2 separate regions of the Macaca mulatta genome follow, and region 1 is linked to region 2. The links are chromatin contacts, called in public Hi-C maps. All regions are on one chromosome and are shown on one strand. Each heading gives the region's core, a stretch centred on a gene start, on an enhancer-like site or on the middle of the called end of the contact. The rest is flanking DNA. Distances are from core to core; before and after follow the strand shown. Region 1 holds the start of RBPJ (recombination signal binding protein for immunoglobulin kappa J region). Region 2 has its middle 170 kb from the start of SMIM20.

The links. Hi-C and Micro-C count contacts between places; a contact is called where the count stands out from the background.
Region 1: a Hi-C map of fibroblasts shows a contact between it and region 2, with 2.1 times the contacts expected there. The contact joins the promoter of RBPJ here to the enhancer-like site in region 2. A contact is called at or near these places in 5 of 14 Hi-C or Micro-C datasets (CD4 T cells, blood, fetal cortex germinal zone and 2 more).

What each region holds. Positions count from the first base shown.
Region 1 is chr5:25,359,367-25,365,808 of T2T-MMU8v2.0, reverse strand. RBPJ (recombination signal binding protein for immunoglobulin kappa J region) reads right to left here and starts at 4,836. Exons shown (of 12, transcript NM_001260693.1): 1 at 4,703-4,836.
Region 2 is chr5:25,119,726-25,127,015 of T2T-MMU8v2.0, reverse strand. No RefSeq gene overlaps it. Among named protein-coding and RNA genes, the nearest start is that of SMIM20, 170 kb to the right of the region's middle. Within about 2 kb of position 3,220, at least 1 of the 40 cell types and tissues checked has an H3K27ac peak or open chromatin away from gene starts, as enhancers often do.

The DNA.
Region 1 (6,442 bases), core at 3,587-6,086, 240 kb before region 2:
CGCTGAGCTCATGCAGAATATACTTAAATATGACTGGAGCACTGATTATGGAGAGAAAATGGCAAACAACTCAGCTGGAGAAGATGAAAATGAAATAGTTATGGAGGATCCTATGTGCCATATTAGCTAACATCTTTTGAGCGCTTGCTACGTGCCAGGAATTCTGCTAAATGCTTTCATACATTATTTCGTTTAATCTTCACAACAACTTTCTGAGTTAGGAATAATTATCTTGCAACTGATAAAGAGATTAACTTGTCAATGTTACAGGAGTTTAAGTGGCAGGGGTTTTAAGTGCCAGAGTCAGACCTGGAACCCAGTTCAGATTAAATACTAAATGTGAGCTCAGAACCCTCCACTCTGTTGCCTCTCTTAATGAAGGCTGCTAGGGGGAGCCATTGAAAGGTTTTTAGATTAAGCAGTGATCAGATTTGCTCTTTAGAAAAACTGCTCTGCTACATGTGGAAGCTGGATAAAGGTGGTGACTCGAGAAGCAGAAAGAGGCTGTCAGTACGTCGCAGTAAACCAGGTGAGAAATGACAGCATGAACTGTGGCAGTGAGGATAAGGGAAACAGATACAAGAGATTTTTTAGAAGGAAAAATGATCAGTTCTCAGTAGTTAAATGTAAAGGTTGGTGAGAGAGGAATCAGGAATCATGGCTTTGGGAACCAAATGGCATATGGTATCATCTACCAAGAACAGAGAAGCAACAGGTTTCATTCAGTCAGTAAGTATCTACAGAGTGTTCCTCAAATGCAAAACACTTTTCTAGGGCCAAGAGTCAAATCTGAAATTATAGTCATGGTTATTAGAAATTATTAAGAGCAAATAACAAAGCACTAGCAAATATAAGGCATATTTAAAATTAATCACTGCTATTAACAGACTTAGCTTAGAGTCCAGTGAAAGCATGTTGTACTACCATTTGTTAAATATTACTACATGCAGGCCAGGCATGGTGGCTCACCCTGTAATCCCAGCACTTTCGGAGGCCAAGGTGGGCAGATCCCTTGAGGTCAGGAGTTTGAGATCAGCCTAGCCAACATGGCAAAACCCCATATCTACTAAAAACACAAAAATTAGCCAGGTGTGATGGTGCACGCTTGTAATCCCAGCTACTCAGGAGGCTGAGGCAGGAGGATCGCTTGAGCCCAAGAGGTGGAGGTTGCAGTGAGCTAAGATTGCGCCACTGAACTCCAGCCTGATGACAGAATGAGACCCTGTCTCAAAAAATAAAATAAAATAAATAAATAAGATATTGCTACATGCAGAAAACAAAAGAGGAAAGCATCCCATAATTTTATGTTATTACATTTGAGTCTGACAGAACTTCAATCTTTCACACCACACACATACACACACACACACACACACACACACACACGACACATCACCCTGTAATTTGTTTTACTTGTCTCTCTCCCTATAAGTTTACGGGGAGCAGGAATAAAGGTATCTGTTTTATTACCCATACTATAATACATATTTGGGATTTTAAAAAATCCCACTATTGCTACTGTGTCTTGCCAATAATTTAAAAACCTATTTGACTTCCTATAAAATATGACCTACTTCACATTAGCTTATTTCAGTAACAATTCATAGACCTTCCCCACAGTTTTCATCCAAGGATGCTCTCTGCGAACCTTAAGGCATAGCAATCCTGTGCAGATGTGGCAAGTTATTATAATTCCCATTTTACTACACAGTTAGGAAACTGGCCCAGGGGAAGTAGAGTAACTTGGAAATAATCACAAAGCCAGATGCCAAAAATAACAACTTTTAGTCAATCCATGAGAAAATACTGCCCCTAGTTGAAATAACATGAAATTTAGTATTAGGAGGAAGCAAAATGCAAAATAATGTTTTAAAGCCAAGTCCTGGATTTTATTTCTAAAAATGAACAGAAGAATGAGATGTGTAAGAACTTAAAAAACAAAACAATTTTTTCCTAATGCCTTACCCATCAAGGGTGCCAAAGGTTATTTAATGAATTACATCTGGCAAGAATGGCCTTTCAACCAAACCAATTTTGATCTTACCCACTTAAAAAAAAAAATTGACAGAAATCCGTTGGTATAGGACAATAGGTAATTTTTTTAACAAATCTAACTGCTTAAAATCTAAAGCCTACAAGTGTTTTGAACAGTACAGATGTGAAAATACTGCAAGTCTCATTTTCTGAAAATATAATCACAGATCCATCAGCAATATGCATGGATAATAAAACTTAAAGTTTTAATAGTTAATACTCAGAATGAAAGTTCTCCAGCCACAACTCATCCAGATTTCGAAATATGCTGCTGTTATAATTTAATTAAAAGCAGTTTTATTTCACCACAAAGTAAAAGTCTTACACGATTTAGAAAGAAAAACGCAACTCAAATGGTAAAAGCGCTTTTATCATGTCTGTGTAATCATTCTACAGGTACAAGTCAGAGCAAAATACCCTCCATTATTACACAGTATTTACACTTTGCTCCCAGTCAGAAAACCAGTGAGCTTAAGATTTTACCTTCAAAAGAATCATTATGTACAAGAACAAGTAAGGGAGACATAAGATTATTGGTAAAACCCACTCATGCGACCCAGACTGCAGATTTTCACAAAAAAAAACTTAAGTATCAATCATGAAACCATGGTTTTCCATTAATTAAAACTCAAACTACTAATTCTAATCACAGCCAGAAAAAAAAAATACTTTCCAATGCTCCAATACTCGTTAGAGTAGATCTCATATGTCCTCTATAAACAACACTTTACTATTGTAGAACTTCAGTTTGTAAATGAAATGACACTCCAAATGATTTTATGTGTAACATACCTTCTAAAAGTAGAGACCAACTAGTAGAAACAAACTCACTCTTGAAGAATACATTCAGCATAGTAATCCTGGTAAATATAATAACTCTTATTCCTAGCACGAGAATAACTCATTAAAAGACATCACACCACACCCCCCATCCCCATTCACACAACCCCAAGCTTTTAGCATTACCAAAACAGTAAGAACACTTCAAGGGTCCTTTAACACTAGGAAGTGTCTTTAAAATAATCTCACTACAGGCTATTACATATATATAATATACATCTTTACGTATACTTTTTACTGCATTTGATTAATATCTTCCACAAAGATCCTAGAAGCAGTATTCATCAATCAGAAACTGCACTCTTCGGTGCTGTCCTCATTTCAACCCCAGTGATGGGACAGAAGGGTTGTCACGCATCCACAGAGCAGCAAAAACGCACATAACTGTAAACCATCTAATGATTAAGAAAAAGTAAAACATTTATATAAAATTCCCAACCGGAATGCCTCTCCTTTTCCTTATGAGGCAGGAGTTTCTGATAAATTCTAAATCCAGATTTCTAGAAAATGCTGAAATTCTCCGCCCCAACACTCACAAGTTTTCAACATGGAAATTCACTCAACTCCTACTCACATGCCAAATGAATATCCATTGTGGATATCTGAAACTATTCTCAAACACTAACAGAAAAACACATATATACATCTTGAGCCTCCTTCTAACCGTCCTACGATACCCTCCAATCATCCTCAGGCAACCTAAATGCAAAGCTTCGACAGACAGCTGCCCTTGGCCTAGGCCGTCAGGAACCAGGAGGGGGGCGGGGGCCGGGGGCCGGGGGACGCAAGAACCACCAAGAGACCAGACCTTTTTCCAGGGCTACTGTTTCCAAGCAAAACAACCCACCGCACTAAAGAGACGGCGATGAAAATTGGAGACGCTTTAATCCCGAAAGAAAGGGGTGGCGATGGGGGGGCGGGGGGTGCAAGAAATCCCGAGAAAAAGGGGTGCGGAGGAGGAAACTAAGTATCCCATGCATCTTTCAGACTCACAAAACAACAACAAACCGTAGAGTCTGTGTGCACTTAGAAGCAGCAGATGGAGTCTCCGGGGCTGAGACAGTTCAGCAGACGTACACCGGGGGTAGTGGATAAATCAACCGATGACGGGAGAGGAAGGGGGTGCCGAGAGAATAAGCCCATGGATGGGGGAGACAACGCCTCGGGGGGGGGGGATCCAGGACCGCAGAGAAAGGTGAGAGAGGACCCACAGGAGAAAGACAATGGAAGAACAATTAAGACAGGAATCTGGTGCCCGGGCTGTGGCAGGTCACTGGGCTACCGACAAGAGTGGGGCACAACAAAGGGGCACGGGAGGAAGGACAGCGGAGGGGAGGAGATGGAAAGAGGATGCGGGGCGCCACGGGTCGGACAAAGCGCCCAAGGCGGCGAAACAAAGGGCCGGGGGTAGAGAGTCGCGGGGGGCAGCGGGGAAAGACAAAGCGCCCGGGGCCGGGGGCACTAGCGGGGCGAGGCGGCGACAACGGCCGCGAGGAACAAAGCTGCACGGGGCCCCCAGGCAGGGCCCGCTGGAGGCGCGCGGGAGGCACGGCGCCCGAGGGCCCCGCGCGCCCGGCCGCACTCACGCCCGCACCCGCCGGCCTCGCCGCCGCCTCCCGCCCTCACGCGCCGGAGCCCGAGCCACGGCAGCGCAGAGGCAGCGCACGGTCACACGCCGCAGCCGCCGCCGCGCTCGGCGCACGCGACGCCGCCCCCGCGGGCCCCCGGACGCCAAGCGCGCTGCGGCCCCCGAATCCGCCGCTCGCCGCGGGCTGCCAGACGCCCGCAACTTTCCCGGTTCCCAGCGCTCCGATTCCCTCGGACTTACCCTGTCACAACAGGCGCCATCTTCCACAAACTCTCGCCAAAACTCCAACCCTCGCGAGATTCCCCCCGACGCCTTCCCTGGTCCCTCTCCCCCGCCCCTTCCCTTTTTCCTCACTCCTCGATTCCACCCAGCCCCCGCGCTCCCTTTCCCCTCGCCGCCGCCGCGAAGAGCCAGACGCCTCGCGCCGCCCGCAGAGTAGGGGATCCTGCTCGCTGCCTCCCTTGGAAACCTACCCAAGCGATGGAGCATGCGCAGGCGGCTCCTCCGCGGGCGAGCCCTCCGTGTGGTCCATGGGGAGCGCTCCGGTTATCCAGGTTTTGGGACGCGCCTTGAGGGACGTACGTGGAGACTGAGGAAAACCGGAGGGGATTACTACGGGGACGGGGAATGGAGGGGTCAGGAGGCGGGGCCGAGGAGAAGGGAGGAGGGGTCCTGGGAAAATGGGCCGCGTTTCACAGGCCTAGATGAAACACCTCCTCAATGGGTGTTTTCCAAGCGGCTTCCCGCTCACTCTGGGTTCCCAGCTCCTTTCATTCATTCAGACGTTCCCTGGGCGCCTCCTTTATGCTAATTTCGGCGTTAGGTGCAGGAGCGTCAGAGGTGCCTGGGGTTCGGGCAAGTGACACGTCGGGAACTGTCTTCATTCATTACACCCCCATGCTAATGAGGAGGCCCTTCCAGAGCTCCGCAAACGGAAAACTTTTGCAGTTGAGCTCTCTCGGCTTAGCGTTCTCCTTAGGTGTGAAATGAGGTCAAGTCAAGGCCTCTGGGAAAGACACCCCTAATGGCCACCTCGCAGACACACGCCAGGGTGCGGAGTAGTTCTCTCCAGAAGGGAAAACTGCCTTGGAATTGAGAGCCACATTCTCCCACCTCCGAGTCGGGCCAGAGGCCCTGATCAAAGCTCTTGCAGCTCGCGTGCCACATGGCCTCTCTAAGACCCCATCGCAGCCGCCACCGTGTGTGAGCCCAGGTGTGTGTTGAGGCCACTACTGCACAGGGAACCGGGCCACCCGAGGGCCTGGCACAGCCGAAGACGCTGCCGGCTGCCCGAATCGCGCTTCAGGCGGCCTGATGCCGGAAGCCCCCGGGCGAACCTGGCCCCGCCGGGCATTGAACAGCAAGGTGCAGAGCCCGAACCCCGCCCCCTCCTCCTACCTGCAGCCCCCCATTTTTCCCCTCCTTTGCCCTTTCCTTTCCTAGAGATTCCCAATCCAGCACTGCCTCCCGCAGGGAGCCCCAAAACCCGGAGAACTGGAATTCGCCGCCCGAAACCTGCTGAAGGCGCTGCAGGATTGGCGCGGCCCGCGCGAGCGGCACTGCGCATGCACCCAATGCGGGCAGTCGCGTCTCACGCTACACCTCCTTCCCACCGCCTTCCACTACTCGGCTCAGACACAACACGGCCGTGGGAAATTTCCTAAACCTCGCGAGAACGTGCCCCCTGTTGCCTAGGCTTTCGCTCCAAATCTCGCGAAGCCAAGGGAGGACAGGTGTTTGTTTAGAGCAGGTCCGGGCGCCGTTCGTGCCGCGCGTGCCCGGGAGGCGGGCGGCGGGCGGCGGGCGCGGGCGGGGTGGGAAGGGAGCGGCTCGCCGCGGAGGCGGGGCGGGAAGGCGCGTGGCGGGGAGCACGGGGCAGAGGGCGGCGGGGAAGGAGACGCGACGTCTCGCACACACGCACACGCCCTGTGACGCTGGGTGGAAGACGAGGGGTGGGGAGCCTCGAAGGGAAGAAGGGGA
Region 2 (7,290 bases), core at 1,971-4,470:
ATGAAGTCTTAGGAATCACTTAGGAATGCTGTTGTGGTCAAGTGACAGTTAATGGAGGGGCTCCCCACACTGCCAAGGAAACCACCAATGGGTTGAGATAGTCCCAAGTGAAACTGTCATGCACCGATTATTTCCCTAGTAGCATCCATGGCTGCCTGTGCCCACCAGGGATCTTAGTGGCCAAGTAATAGCCCTTCTGCATCTCTGGAAAAGTCCACCCTGACTTTTAGCCAGAAAATAATTGTCTATGTTCACAAATTGGCAAAATACATTTCTTGCTACAATAAACAGGACTGCTTCTCAGTAGGGGGTGGGGGAGCCTTTGGATAAATTTCCCTAAAGCTCTCTGCATCTTTTTGTATTTTCTGTCATCTCTGCAATCCACATAAACATTGTCCAGACCTCAAAGATATGATATTAGCTGGTTCTTTTTTAGTTCATTAGCCCTTCTGATATACTAGTAGATTATCAAAAGCATTTTCAGTATGTCATAAAATCTGTTTGGTATTAAGTTGTACATGATGTGTTTTTCTCCATCTAGCTAAATAGTTTCCTTCAAATCTGGACCAGATGAGCACCCTGGGACTTGCATGAGCTCATGTGTGTATCTGCGTGGAATGCAGAACGTTGGGTCCCATTGGATGTGTGAGCATGTGTTTGGCCCAAGTGGAAATATCCTTAGGCACCGATGCCTCAGTTAGGGAAAAGATAAAGGCACAAGATCAGATACCACATCTGCAAAATGTTAATGTCCTGGTGATGCTCCCTATTAGAGCCATTTTTCCGTTCTGTTTGATGGCTAGTTTAGGCAAATTGTGACGAGCATGACATTGCCTTGATTCAGTAGCCCCTTGGGACAGGCATCCCATCCGTGCTCCCGCTCACTGTGCCTCTCGCTGCCGCAGGGTCACGGAGGCTCCAGGGCTGGCTCCTGCTCATTCGTTCAACCGGTCTCTTTTGAGCACCTATGATGTGCTAGGCACAGCGGAAAGAGGAGACTAAGAGCAGCCCTTGCTTCTGAGATATGGAGGAGGGTACAGAAAAGCGAACCGACAATTGTGTTACAGCAGGATAAATATATCTGCTAGAGCAGATGAAGGGTCCAGACTAGTCCTGGGGAGAAGTGTGACTCAAGAAAGGCTTCCTGGACGGGCAACCCAGGAACAGAGAGTTGAAGAAAACCCAAGAACGGGAGCTGGTGCTGGCCAGCTGTAAACAAGACAGAGGTGCCCCTTCTGGCCAGGAGCCGTCTCCTGCAGGGCACGCAGGTTGGCAGGCCCAGCGCGAGCTGTATTTAGTCTCTCCTCATCCTGTAGTGCCCTTGAGAAGTTAGCAACCTGCACAACCTTCCATGGGATCCTGGGATTATCCATGCCTCTTAGTTTCCTAGGGTTGCTTAACAAATTGCCACATACTAGGTGGCTTAAAACAACAAAAATTTATTCTCTTATAGTTCTGGAGGTCAGAAGTCCAAAATAAAGGGTTGGCAGGCCCATGCTCCCTCTGGGGGCTCTAGGAGAGAATCCTTCATTGCCTCTTCCAGCTTCCAGTGACTCCGGGCAAGTTTTGGTTTCAGGTTGCACTGCATGGCTCCAATCTCTGCCTCTGTCTTCACAGGACTGTCTGCTCTGTGTCAAATCTCCCTCTGCCTTTCTCTTATAAAGACAACTGTCGTGGAATTGGGGGCCCACTCAGGTAATCCAGGATGATCTCATCTTGGGATCTTTAAGTTGTTTACATCTGCAAAACCCTTTCTCCAAATAAGATCACATTCTCTGGTTCTGGAAGTTAGGGCATATCTTTTTTGGGTCACTATTCACCCCAAGAGACCAGGTGAATAAGGAAAAGAAGATTTTCAGACAGGAGGAGCAGAGGATGTAAAGGCAGGGAGGTGTTTGTGGACTTGCTCAGTTCTTCAGTGGCAAGAACGCCTGGGGCTTAGGCTGCCAGAGGTGTGGCAGGGAGCTGAGACTGCCTTGGGAAGCAAGGAGCTGGTCTCAGAGGACCTGGAGTGCCCTGCCAAGAGGCTTGGACCACAGTCCAAAGGCAATGAGCAAGCTTTGCATAATTTTAATTTTAACCTAGAAAGGACACATGGGCTGACGGTTAGAGAATGTATTGGAGGCCAGCAAGACAAGAGATGAAGAAATTCCTTCCAGAGGATGTTGCTGTTGCTCAGGTGAGGAATTTGGTGGCCTGGACTTTGGAGAAGAGGTTGTGATGGTGTGATGGGACCACACACAGCACTTGGTGACTGGTGTGAGCTGAGTGGGGAGGGAGCACTGATCCGGAGGTGTCCTGGCCCCAGCACTGCCCATTGTCCACCTTCAGTCAGCTATGGATACATTGGCACTGCTCCTCACAGATCGGCCCTTTGCACTTGACACTTTGAACATGAGTTTTCAAGAGCTTTGAAAGCACTTTGACACAAAAGGACATCCCCAAGCACTGGGTTGAATATTAACCTCTCGAAATTCATATCTTCCTCGAACCCGTGGATGAGACTTTATTTGAAAGTGAGTCTTTGCAGATGTAATTACGCTAAGGATTTCAAAATGAGGTCACCATGGCAGATCCAGGTGGGCCCTAGGTCCAACAGCAAGTGTCCTTATGTGAGAAACACAGAGGAGGAACACTTAGGGAGAAGAGGGGGTCGTGTGAAGACGGAGGCAAAGACTGGAGTGATGCAGACACAAGCCAAGGAATGCCAAAGATTGCCTGGAGCCACCAGAGGCTGGAAGAAGTAAGGAAGGATTCTCCCCTAGAGCCTCCAGTGGAAGCGTAGCCCACACCTTGATTCCAGACTTTTTGCCTCCAGGGCCATGAGAGAATAATTTCCTGCTGTTTTAAGAAACCAAGTTTGTAGTAATTTGTCACGTCAGCCCTAGGGAACTGCTACAGATTGACAATGAGCATGAAATACTTTGGACTTTAAAATAATAATAAGAAAAAGGAAAACAGCAAGATGACTAGAGAGGACTCCTTGTATGGGAGTTTTGTACTAGCAGCTATTCTTGTTCTAAGAAAGGGGCCCCTTCAGCCTTCCTGTTGCTGTGCCATAAGGGACCAAGCTGTCTTGACCTTTTAAGCAAGTTTGCTAATCCCTCCACCTGTTTTCTTTGCTAATATAGCTGTTCTTTCTGTCATGCTAGTGTGCACCCGGGGAGCTGACAGAAATCATTGCCTCTTGATACTGATCATGCAATAAAAATGGCAAGCTGATTAGTCAGCCAGAGAGGAGAAGCCTTTTTCCCATTAGAGGCATGATCTAATGCTGTAATCACCTAGCCTGCTGACGGCAGCCAAGTGCTTGTGGGCGCAGAGTCCTCAGAACAGGTGAACCCTGTTAAGAAGCATCCTTCTCCATGGTTTCAGCTGTCCTGCAGACCATCTTAAGTCTCAGTCCCTGAAATACAACAATTAGACAGAACTCCTGTGTTCCTGAGTTTATGACAACCTTCCAAGACCATCCTTTAAAAAAAAAAAATATATATATATATATATATATATATATATGCAAATAAAAGAGCTCCAGCTTCCAAACCAGGAGGCTTCAGGAAGCCCAGGATTCTTCCAAGGAATATAGACATAGTCTTGGTATTCACTTACTGTTTCTCCACCTGAATGTGTGTCCCTGATCCAATGGATTCAGTGCCTCCCTTCACCCCAAGACAACGCTCACATGAGGCTTTCTGGCTCAACTGCAAGCTTGAAGGAGTTTCAGTGCAGAGAGGGAAAAATTAAGCTCAGTGTCAGCCATGACCAACCACACCCCGAGTCCTTGGGCCAAATCTCATCCCACCCAATTCCTACTGGTCTTCCTTCACCTTCAGGCTCCCAGCACGTTGTGGGGTGTGCTCCTACCCTGTCTTCACCTCCACATAGGGGTTTGCATTGACTGTGTTTCTCTTTCCCTGAATGCCAAGCCCCCACAGCCCCTTCCCTCTGTCTACCAGAGAAAGCCCCAAATGCATTAACATCGGAACAATCCTCACTCTTTTATTTTGGTAGACACAGAGCTTGAGTGTTTCCTTGTCTAGGCTTTCCATTCCTTTTGCACAGATAAAAGCTCATTTAAGCACTTTTTCTCCACCAGAAAGCCTTGGCCCCCACAGACTAATTTGGGTTTCCATTTTTAGCAGCACGAAGAATTGGCAGAAGCTTTGAAATTGCAGTTCTTCCCCAAAGACGCCCAAGAGCCCAGGTCCAATTCTCAGGCAGAATCGAAGTTCGCATCCTGAATTTCCCTCCTCTTACTTCCATCAGAGGGAAAGTTTTCCCTAAGCCCTCAGAGAACTCGATCTTTGTAAAGTAGAAGATGCAGTTCTTCTCCCGGTAATCAGCACTGGGTGACTTTGATGAAGAAGGTTAACTGGTCTAAGCATTGGACTTGCTAGGTATAAAATAGAATTAATAATCCCTTTGTGCCATAGGGTTATTGTAAGAATATTTAAAGAAATAACTTAAGAAAAGTGTCTGGCTTGGTGTGTGGCACACAAAATATGTCCACTACTTCTTCCTTTCATTGTGTGATTAAGCAATAGTTTGCTTTGTTGCCTTATACAAGGATGATAATACAGTTCTAAAGATTATCTGAAGTTCAGAATCTGGTTAGCAAAGATACACTGAGCTCTCAACAAAGCCAACAAGCACTGCATTATAGAGTGTTCCCTTGGCTCCATATTTGCACATGCCTGTAATTATTTATTTGAGATGAATTCCCAGATATGGAATTCGTGGTCAAGAGGTACATATATTTTTAGGACTGCTGCTATACATTGCCAAATTGCCTGACAGAAAGTCTGTGCCACAGACTTCTTACCTCCCCCACAGAATTGTGTCCAAGAGCCTATTTCTTGGAATCTTGAGTTTTTCTCAAAGTGTATTAGCTTGATGGGAGAAGAGTGGTTGTAGAATTGTTTCTCAAACCTGGAAAACAAGCATCCAACAAACCCAACTCACTTATTTTAAAAATGAAGATCCTAAGACTGAGAGAGATTAAGTGACTTGGCCAATTCATCTGGTTAGTAAGACAGCCAAAATCCATACCCCATGTTTCCTAATGCTGGAATTCTTTCCATTATACCACTCCAGAGACAGAGTGTTAGCCCTGAGGTGAAACCACTCAGGGACTGCTTAATAACAAAGTTCAATTAGACCAAAGGGAAGGCGCTGTAGAGAAAAGTGCTAATGCAGAGTTTCAATTAGTGTCTGGCTAATTCATTCTCAGATAAGTATAGGGCAGTGTCTGTGTTAGCACCACCTACTGGTGAAAATTTAGACTTGTACAGGATTCCTTCTATGGAGTTGCAGGTAGAAGGGGAAAAATCTCCGGGAGATTTGGACTGCTTTAAACAGTGTTATTCTAGAAAGAAGTCCATAGAAAAATGAGTAGGTATGGAGTCACTGAGTCATTAGCCATAAGGACTTCAACTTCTGTGGTCTCAGAACTGCTGTGAATGAAGTTCCAATTTCCTGAAGCGACAAAGTCAGTTTCCTGTTCTTCCTATCGGCTATGTAGAATGTAAACCTCTTCATTTTTCTATAACCTAATTTCTAGTTTAAGTCTACATTTTTCTAGTGGCAGGAAACTTAATATATAGTGTCTTCCTGGTAAAAATCACTCACTTCGGTGTTTATTCAGTCATGCCAGTTTCAGTCACTCAATTCAAAATTTCATTCCCTTCCCTTCTTCTTGGGGTTGCTGGTAAGATCCTGGAAATATAGGATGGTGTAGGTGGAAAACGGGGTTCTGGGGGACTGAGAGAGGGATGGGGTGGTGTGGTCCACGGCATCCTTAGCCTGAAGCAGACCTGGTCTTTGGCCATCGGCACCTATGTGTAGTGGCACTGTGGGGCCATACTTGGAGGCTGCCAAGACCTCTTTGTTAGAGAGCCCTCCATCTCCAATATATCCTTCTTGTCCCAACCTCAAGCTCTGCTCAGGTCTGTGGCCCTCTTTTGGCCATTTTATGCCCATTTTGGAGACAGGAGCAAGGGAAACTTTCAGATGCTTTCTTACATGGGCCTGGCTATGAGGGATTGGGGGCTTTCCTGGGGCCTCCCTGCTGCTTTGCTCTGTTGTGCTGTCTTCTCCACTATGGCCAGCATATGATGCAGGGGGTGGCAAACTATGCCCTGTAAAGGGCCAGATAGTACGTATTTTAGATGAATACTCCACTCTGTCACTGTAGCACAAAGGCAGCCACAGTCAATATGTAAATAAACAGGCGTGGCTGTGTTCCAATAAAACTTGACTTACAAAAGGAAGTAGCATGCTGCATTTGGCCCTCGGGGCCCTTGATGATCTCGACATGTATCTGTGCAGTTCTCCCCTAACTCCAGGCATCTCCCACAGATCAGGGCACACATTCTCAGGTCTTGGCATTACTAAACCTATCTTGATGATTTATCACCGGCTACCCCACCTCAGAAAATCACAAGAAGAGGGAGCAGGCTAAGTGCAGGATCCCTCAGGGTTGTGTCAGCATCTTCTTCTTCCCCTCTCCTCTTTCCCTAGCTAGAATAATCATCCTTTCCTCTCTTTCCATTCTCTTGTTTGTAGTATAAACTTTATGTCATGCTTACATGGGGCTTAGCCTTCAGATTTGATCACACTTTTCTACCGCAAACCTTGCTTACGGAGGCCCCAATCTCTGTAATAAGAGTCAAGAGCCTAAATGGTTCAAAGTCAAGAACTTGACATTTGTTCTGTGTTCTTCATAATCCCTCCCTTCCCAGTGAGTAGTGGATACCTGGAGTGACTGGGAATACGGTCCCATGACGTCTTCTAACTCTTGCTAAGTTCTGGGCTTCAACCAAGCCTCAGCCATACTCTAAGGGCAGCTGGATTCAGATAAGTTTGCTGGTCTGGTGGTTGTTCATTTGTCTTTATCTTATGAGGAAATGAGAAGAGTAAGGTTAACCTGACATTGTTAAAAACACTGCTCACTCACGTGAATAGAAATGAATCCTTTCGGTGCAAAACCATTTAGAGCAGAGCATTTCAAACTGCAAATTGCAACCCTTTAGGGTAGGGGTAGGCAACTTTTTTTCAGTAAAGGCACATATTGTAAATATTTTAGGTTTTGTGGGCTGCACTCAACATGCAACTCTCAACTCGCAACTGCTCAACTCTGCCACTGTAGTGCGAAAATGATCAAAGACAATGGGTAAACAAATGAGTGTGTCTGTCTTGTAATTAAACTATTTATGAATACTAAAATGTAAATTTCATATAATTTTCACCAGTCATGAGATATCATTCCCCTTTTGATTTCTTCCAACCACT